Linked DNA regions of Gossypium hirsutum: region 1 is linked to region 2. A link is a contact called in public Hi-C data. All regions are on one chromosome and are shown on one strand. Each heading gives the region's core, a stretch centred on a gene start, on an enhancer-like site or on the middle of the called end of the contact. The rest is flanking DNA. Distances are from core to core; before and after follow the strand shown. Region 1 holds the start of LOC107962057 (putative pentatricopeptide repeat-containing protein At1g10330). Region 2 holds the start of LOC107963121 (pyrophosphate--fructose 6-phosphate 1-phosphotransferase subunit beta).

Region 1 (4,752 bases), core at 1,550-4,049, 140 kb after region 2:
AAATGAGGGCTTTTTTTAAAAAAATGTCTTGTCCTTTTTATTTCATAAGACATTTTTTGATGTTTCTCCTTTTCACATCCTTAATGAAGAAAAACCCTATTCCCCTTTCTTCTTCATTGCTAATCCCAACCCAGTGCTTGTTGCTAGCTAGCAACGCTTCTCAGCACTAGTGGTCGATAAAAAATCCTTTTCCATAAAGCATTTTACAGGCCTTAACTTTCCCACCTTCTTGAGAAAACATCTCTCCTTTTTCGCAAATTTTTTTTTTCTCATCGACAACATTACTGGTAAGATTTATCCCCTGCTCTTTCATCCACTACAACAAAAATTATTAGTGAACGACAATTCTCTTAACTACTGAAACTGTTAAAGAAGTTCAATCCGCTCCAGCACTAGCCAATTACCAGCAAAACCATTATTTTTTATGCTCTGAAAAGTTATCAGTAATTATTCATTCCTTTCTTTTTTTGCATTTCAATTTGACTTTTTTTTTGTTTCAGGTATTTTAAAAGATTTCGGTGATATAATAATTATCTACTTATTTCCATTTTTCCTTAATTTATCAAGTTGAAGATATGAGGTTGCTTTTCTCTCTTTTTTTGGCAACATGGGGAACTTCTTCTCTATTTGGGATGTTAAGTAACTTCAACAAATTGCATTATTGGAGAGAAATGATTCTCTTGCTATAATCAAATATAGCTGCTCTTTAGTTTATACAAGAAGTTGCTTGCTCACTCATTGCCATGGTGTCTTTAAAAAATAATTATTTATTTCATTCTTTTAAATATTCAATTATTTAACCATCTCTCTTTTTCATAAAGCTTACTATTTAAATGTCTAACAAGTAAAAGTTCCTATTTGAGATTATTAATCATACTTGGTAGGGAACATGTTTTTGAAAGACGTGTAACAAAGCTCCAAATTACAAGGCTTCTCCAAATACTTGTGAAAATATGGTTGGATTATGCCTAAAGGGTATACATGTAGGTAAGGTTTTCTTTCTTTGTTTAAATTTTAAAATAATATCTTTAGTATTTTATATATATTATAAATATTGTTTTTCTTTTGTGAGAAACATTAAGATTTGATCATATGATTATTTTGCAACAATGCAGTTTTTCTTTTTGTAAAAAGGGTATGGACATTATTACTATCTATGAGGTTTATTATGCTAATGTAGGGATCAAAAGCTTAAGGGCACAATTCTAGTTGGATTCACAGCTAAATTAAATGGAGAGATTAGTAGTCATCTTTCAAAGAGTGTGATGTTCAATTAATTGTGATGTTCAATCAATTTTTTACGAGATCGAAATCAGTTTAATGGTGATACTTTTGCCCACTATTTAGGTGAAGTTGACATGTTGGTGTTCATGGAAGCCTGTTGCAACATTAATCCAAAGGCAAGTTGCAAAAGAAAAGGGTAAATGATAAATGCTAAAAGTAACATATTTTAGCATCATACATAATGTATTTTTGGATGTTTATTCTATTTAAAATGGTGAATTTTATGTTTCATCCTTTAAATTCATGTTTCTATACTTAGGAGAGTATTTGGGAACAAAAGGAGCGAAAGTCAAAAAATTGAAATATCGAAGCAACTTTCAGGAGCCACACGAGCTGGGTCATTCCACAGGGGCTAGACACACGGTCGTGTGAACCACACGAGCTGCCACACGGCCATATTCCAGGCCGTGTCAAGATTGTAAATTTCACTCCAAACGCGTGGAAAAACATAATTTTTAGGTTTTTCGAGCATTCCAAGACCTATATATGACAAACATAAGAAGATGGGAGTAAACCGTCATAGAATATTTAAGAAAACAACTCAGAAAATACTATTGAAGTCGACTCTGAAATAGATTTCCATCAAGACTGAAGATCTCCTTTTGATTTCTTTAAAGTTTATTATGAGTTTATTTATTTCTTATGGCTATATTGTCTTTGAGATATTTTTATTTGCAATTATGAACTAACTTTCTAAATACCTAGGGGAGATGAACCCTATGATGAATTCTGTCTTTTGATTTATGTTCTATTAATCCATTTTGTTGTACTTAAATCAGAGGAGGAATAGACAATGTTTAAAAGTAGATTTAGCATAATTGAGTGGAGTTGCATACAAATACAATCCTAGAAATAGGACGACATCAATCTATCGGATTAGAGTCAAATCTAATAGGGGGATTCATAGATAGAATTAATGAGATAATAGGGGTTTTAGTTAGAAAAAAATTTCAATTAATCAACCTAGAATCAGTTGCTCTTAGTCTTAAAGAAATATATTAGCATAATTTATGTATTTCTACGGATCAAGATACAAAGTAAAGAAACTGCGTAATTTAGATTGATAATGACAAATGAAGTCTAGGTGAATTCTTTTCTGAGTATTGTTTCGCTTCTTGGTTGTTTACTCGATTATTTTCCTGATTTTTTATTTGTCGTGTCCTTTAGTTAATTTTAGTTTTTAATCAATCACTCTAATTTGTCGGTTAAATAATAAAAAGACGCAAGTACTAGTACTTTTAGTCTTCATGGGAACGATATCTATACTAATTATAGTTATACTATTAATTGATAGGTGCAATTGCCTTTATTGAATTTTTAATTAGTTTTTTACTGCCATCAATAGAATAAAGGTTGGTTTGGTGAATGATATGATATTAAATTAGCTATTAACATGAAGCGAAGAGATCGAGTAAAGTTAGTATTTACGGTTTGTTAGAATTGTAATTTTCTATAGATGTCAGCATTAACTCCAATTCTTCTATTTTTTACTCGCATATAAATATGTGAGAATCTGTATCAGAAAGGTATCAAAGGACATTGGAAGAGGATGCTTTTAGGCGAGTCTTGTACCATTGCGGTGATCCTATGTTCCATCATGAGCTCTTAATTTCTCAGTATAGTGATTCTTCTATTTTATGCAAGTTTTTTTTTCTAATGGCTTCAATAAAATTACTATGAACGCCCTAAATTTCTTTTGCCTTGATAATAGAAAATTGGATATAGGCCTCCCCATAATGAGGCCCATGATATAGAAGAAAGCTGAAAGGGCCATCACTGAAACCCGAATAAGCCACATGAACTCTGAGTATCTGCTGCAACACCTTCAACGTTTCCTCGAACGTCCAAACCAAATCAAGCAAATCCATTCCCTGCTAATCACCACCGCTCTCCTCTTCAATACTGCTTCCAAATGGAAACCAACCCTCCTTTACAACACCTTAATAAGGGCTTATCTCAACATAATCCCACATTGTTCCCTTACACTCTTCACCTTCATGCTTCATCATCAGGCACCCCCCAATGGCCACACTTTCACTTCCCTTTTCAAAGCCGCCTCTACCTCCCAATCCTTAGCCTCGCTCTCTTGCTCACCCCTCCATGCCCAAGCACTAAAGCGTGGCGTCTTGACTGACTCCTTCGTGCAAACATCTTTGCTTGGTTTGTATGCCAAACTCGGTAGCCTAAGTAATGTGCGTAAAGTGTTCGAAAAAATTCTTAACCCGTGCATCGTCGCGTGTAATGTGATGCTTGATGCTTTTGGGAGAAATGGTGATATGGGTTCTGCTCTTTTCTTCTTTGACCGCATGAGTGAAAAGGATGTGGTGTCTTGGACAAGTGTTATTAATGGTTTCGTAAGGAGCAAACAGTTTGCAAAGGCTATTTGGGTTTTTGAGAAAATGATAGAGTTTTCGGTTAAACCGAGTGAGGCTACTTATGTTAACGTGCTCTCTTGTTGTGCTAATTTAGAAGAGCAAAGGGGGTTTTACCAAGGGAGGCAGATACATGGGCATATTTTCAGAAACGAGGGCGTTATGACTGTTTTCATGGGCACGGCATTGATTGATTTTTATGGAAAAAGAGGTCATTTAGACTTTGCCTTTAGAGTTTTTAATAGAGAGGTTTGTACTTGGAATGCAATGATCTCTTCTTTTGCATGTAATGGTAGAGAAAAGGAGGCTTTGGACTTGTTTGAGAAGATGAAAGTGGACGGAATGTGTCCGAATGAGGTCACATTTGTTGCTGTTCTTACAGCATGTGCTCGCACTAAGAGAGTGCAGTTGGGTTCACAATTCTTTCAATCAATGTGGTGCCAATATGGCATTGTGCCAATAATGGAACACTACGGGTGTATGGTAGACCTTTTAGGCAGAGCAGGCCTTTTGACTCAAGCGACTGAGTTTGTCAACACTATGCCATTTCAACCTGATGCTTCGGTTTTGGGGGCTCTTTTAGGTGCTTGTAAGATTCATGGTGCCATTGAACTTGGAAATGAAGTGGGGAGAAGGTTGCTTGAGTTGCAGCCACGACATTGCGGACCATATTTAGCGTTGTCTACCATAAATGCCGACAAGGAGAGATGGGATCGTGCAGCTGACTTGAGGAAAGCCATGGTAGAAGCAGGTATCAGGAAAGTTCCTGCTTATAGCTTCATTGATTCCGTGTAAAAATCCTGTGGAAGCAGTCTCTATTCTTTAACTAATCACATGCATTCTGCAGCAGCAATATCGATGGTAAATGCCAATCAAAATATTAGAGAATTCATTCTTAGATTGAACAATCAAATATTCCCCTAGACAAAGAGTTAACTCTCTTATGATGCAAACACATCAGCATGATGAGATTTACATATGAAAGACAAATGAAATTCATGCTTGCTTGACTTTTTTTCTTTAGCCTGTCTTGACTCGATATATGTATTTGTCATGTGAAGGGAAGAACACAAAAATTGGGATTGAGGGGACCCTT
Region 2 (4,520 bases), core at 1,903-4,402:
AGCAATAGATTTCCTAACTACAAAACCTTTATGAGAACAATCTATTCAATCTGACAAAAGAGACCAGCTGATGACCAACAGTACCTCAGGAATGAAGTCAATAAGACCTTCAGGAATGAGAATAACACCATAGTTATAACCAAGTTCAGCACGTTTGCAAATGACATCAACCATGTAGTCTGTTACATTTTTTAGGGTCAACTTCTTGGCAGCAACCTGCAAGAAGATGTAATCTGATTACCTTTGAATCTGTACAGAAAGCTTTTATGAAGTATCTACAGAGCCTGTTACTTCGATGTCGTGCAGATGTTGGATATATGCTGATATTTTTTCAAGTTTTCATATATTTTTGAAGAATTACCCTCATATCCATATCCAAATACGTATTGGATACATGTACTTAAGAAAAATGAAGAGTTGGAAAGCAACATAGCCCGCATAAACTTTTACCAACCATTTTATCTTCAAGTAATCATTAGAAAACCTAAAACTGAACACACAAATAAAGAGCATACTTGATAATATACAAAGAGAATGTCCTAAAATAATCAAAACATAGACCTTCTTCAAACTTATTGCTTACAAGTAACAAAAACTGTCAGATACATAAGAATGGTTCATAGAATATCTCTTCTCCAATAAGAGTTGTCTAGGATGAATGATCTATAAAATACCTCTTCTCCAATAATAGTAATGTTAGGATGAGTCTGCAAAGCACACTCCAAAGTAATGTGTGAAGCTGCACGTCCCATGAGCCGTACAACTACAGAGACAGGTGAATTGAACAGTGTTACCAACATAAATAACAACAGTAGAGCAAGGGGCAGAGAGGTCATTTCAATCCTAATCTAATTTGAAAGGTAAACAGACACATGTTTTAGTGGTATAAATGAACACTGATTAAAAAAGTAGTCAATCATTCATGAACATAGGTATGAACCCTTCCAAAAGGTTCATGAAATTTGAAAGCTTTAAGCACTCACAATGATAATATTTTCCAGTTGATCGTGCATCTATCATGACATTCCCAATCATTTCAGCATATATCTATAAGAAGATAAGCAAACATGAGTACATATCTAATGCAGTGGCATATACAACAAAAGGGTGTATAAGAAATACTTGCACAAATGTTAAAATAAAGACCTATAAAATGTGAACGCAGAAGCCTTACTTTGCAAGCAGTATCAAACCCAAAACTTGTAGGAACTTCTTTGCATTTCAAATCACCATCGATGGTTTTTGGGCATCCAATCACTCGAGTTTTCAGATTTTTACTCCTAATTGGCAAATTGAAGAAGCAAGTAAAGTAATATGGTATACATACTTTCCATCAGCAACAATATATATCAACAATACAAAATTTCTCTAACTGTACCTGAAGTTTTCAGCAAGAAGGCAAGCATTTGTGTTTGAGTCATCCCCACCAATAACAACAAGCCCATCCAGATCAAGCTTTGCTGCTGTTTCTTCAGCTTGCTTGAACTGAAAATCGTACCAACTTTATTCAGCAATTATTAGTTGATAAAAACTCAATAACTAGAATGATTTACAGATGTAACCTTACCTGCTCAGGAGTTTCAATCTTGTCTCTCCCACTACAGATCATATCAAAGCCACCCTGGTTAGAATAAATAAACACAATTGTTAGGATCTTTGCTTTGCGGGTCAGTGCATATGTTGTAACGTATAGACGCAAAGTTAAAATTAATAATAATATGCATGGTTAACAGACAACATAACCTTACTAATATGAAAATAACACAGCCTATAATGCAGGTGGCATGAAACACTGCCATGCTGCTCTTTCACATTGTTTAAATTGTTCTTACCAACAAGAGGAACATTAAGCAGAAGCTACTTTATCATATACTCGCACCAACTTCTCATATGATAATAATGTAGAAATTTCAAAATCGTCAAAATTCCCAAAAGCCATAGTTACTACCAAACACTATTAATATTTAAGCACGCGCTGCTAAAATTCAAAAAGGATCTTTAGGCTTCATTAGGTTACTATTTTCTTTTGCTTCCTGACACTAACATTTCTGTAAATACTAGCAAATAATACCTGATTTCTGTAAGGGTAAATATAATCTGCAGTCAATTCTACGTATTTTCCCTTCATGACCCCAGCAGGACCACCCCTAAAACCATACAAAGTGCTACCTGGAGCACGCTCCTGCAAGTAATCTATCATTCCAAAGGGAAAAAATTTTGTTTCCATTAGCACAAGTATCGTAATTCTGAAGTAACATGCAATGTTATTTAAACAATGTAATTGAGAAAAAAAAAAAGACTAACCGAAAATTCCGCAAATCACATTGTGACCTCCAGGTGCCTGCCCTCCAGACAAAACGACACCGATCTTTAGCTTCTGATCAGATCCGATACTGTCTATTCCGTTCGGCACCAGCATAGACGAGGGTTGCCCGAACAGATTCGGAAACAGCTTTGCTATCTCATCTGCCAAGAAACAAATCTGCCAGTTCAGTGAACTGAGCTAAATACTATTGTTTTACTTGCATGATTATCCAGATAAATTACAAAAAGAAAAAAAGAAACTAGATCGAAAATGAAAAAGAAGAATAACGAAGTGAAGAGAGAAGAACCAGGGTTGCCGGCGGCGGAACTAGCGGGACCATCGACAATTTTGAAGGGGCTTCTGAGAACAGAAGGTACAGGAAGAGCGTGGTCGATACGACTCGTTTGGACCTCGCTGTAAACGGAGGCGAGACGTCCTGCGAACGGAGTCGTTTCAACGGCGGCTACACCGCCGTTAGTTACAAAAGAGGGAGCCATCTCTTTTTTACTTAGGAAATTTTTTTTGGTGGTTATACCTAACTCAGTCCTATCAGTTGCGAGTCGACTAGTGAGTAGTGATTCAAGCGTGGCGTGAATCTATCAGATTTGTCCTGAGTCGCTTTTAAGTCAAAACGGGAAGGGTAGTAGTGTCCTTTCAGGTAATATATTTGGGCTCTTGGGAGACTCCGCCCCTGAAAAGGTATCTGTTTGCCCGTTGAAATCGGTGGTATTTTAGAAATTTACCAGCGAAACGACAATGAATCAAATAGTTTCAGGATCCAGTAACGGATGAAATTATAGCAGAAGAAAGGAGGCAGATGCACGATAAACATGAGTAATACGATGACCCATATGTTCATGCAACAAATAATTTAAGTAATATATAAAAAATTAAATATTGTGAAAATTTAATTAAACCGTCCTCAAATATTCGAATTTTCTGCCTGCATTCAAATATTTAAATCTATTATTTACGAATTTGATTATCCATTATTAAAATAAATAATGATTAATATATGCAATGTTACAAATCTATTGTGAATAGTAATTAAAATATCCAAAACAAATATGATATTTGCAAATATTGAATATCCGTTATCTATTATCATCTCTAATCAAAACACGTAAAATATTAAAATTTATGACAAAATTTTTTTATATAATATATTAATGGGGAGAGATTCACTCATATAGTGTAAAAATTAAATTAGTTTTACACACTTTCATAATTATTTATATGATCAATATTTTAACGATTTAATTGTTATATTTCATGCCTATTCATATAGACCATTGCATGTCAAATTTAATATATTTATTTTATGTAAAATAAATTCAATCGTTGAATATATATTAATATATAGAACATTTTAGATCGATATGATAAAGATATTGGGTCAAAACAAAAATTTACATGCATGATCAATATAATTATACTGATAAATTTAACGATTAGCTCATTAAAATGTTAATCATATAAATAATTATATGTAAAAATATATAAAATTATTTTAATTTTTAGACCCTGTATGTTAATTATAGTAAAAAGAATATTTAAAAATATACCATGAAGCCTCGAATAACCTTAGCTTTTTTGGTTAGGTGGGAAGTGGGAAAGCATATTCTCATATTCCTTTTTCAATTTTTTTTTCTGTTTTGTTTTGCTTCCAAGTTTCTCATATTTCATTATTAAAGTGCTTGCTTGTTCATAAATATTCATTGGAATCATCCTAAAATATCTACAAATATGAAAAGGAGTCCGGCCCAACAGATTGGGTCTTACCTGTAATTGTTGAGTTTGGTATTGGGTTAGGAGGGAGTGATCTAAAACCGAAAGAAAGTACCAATTGGAGTCCGCAAACCCCACTGCTATGCCCATCTCCACCCAAAAGGATATGGCTTTTTTTGCCTAAGGGGTCTGCTATCCCCGTATAGGTTCCATTTGTGCAGATAACCATAAAATATGATTAGCAAAGCAATCTCAGTGCACGCAAGATCCAATGATTGACCAAATCAAACCTAAATGATAGTGTTTTTAGTGACAAATTGGAACCAGAGATGTCCCCAAGTGCTCAAATCTGGAAAGTTTTACGAACAGGGCGTAGGGCTACACCCTCTAACTCAAAGAACTTAACATATTGCTCCCCCTTTCTGTCATTACCAGGTGCTTTCATCTTCTACACTCTGACACTTGCAAGATGTTTTTTCTTGGCTTA

Evidence for each region. Hi-C and Micro-C count contacts between places; a contact is called where the count stands out from the background.
Region 1: a contact with region 2 is called in a Hi-C map of hypocotyl, with 2.6 times the contacts expected there. The contact joins the promoter of LOC107962057 here to the promoter of LOC107963121 in region 2. A contact is called at or near these places in 9 of 34 Hi-C or Micro-C datasets (fibers, hypocotyl, leaf and 1 more).

What each region holds. Positions count from the first base shown.
Region 1 is chrA06:118,006,462-118,011,213 of Gossypium_hirsutum_v2.1, forward strand. It overlaps LOC107962057 (putative pentatricopeptide repeat-containing protein At1g10330), which reads left to right and starts at 2,800. Exons shown (of 2, transcript XM_016898278.2): 1 at 2,800-4,407; 2 at 4,718-4,752. The coding sequence starts at 3,081. It overlaps LOC121230712 (a long non-coding RNA gene), which reads left to right. Exons shown (of 4, transcript XR_005928841.1): 2 at 885-987; 3 at 1,348-1,420; 4 at 1,544-1,925.
Region 2 is chrA06:117,867,283-117,871,802 of Gossypium_hirsutum_v2.1, forward strand. LOC107963121 (pyrophosphate--fructose 6-phosphate 1-phosphotransferase subunit beta) reads right to left here and starts at 3,153. Exons shown (of 16, transcript XM_016899706.2): 1 at 2,613-3,153; 2 at 2,305-2,466; 3 at 2,072-2,193; 4 at 1,568-1,621; 5 at 1,379-1,485; 6 at 1,175-1,280; 7 at 984-1,047; 8 at 675-763; 9 at 85-216. The coding sequence starts at 2,802.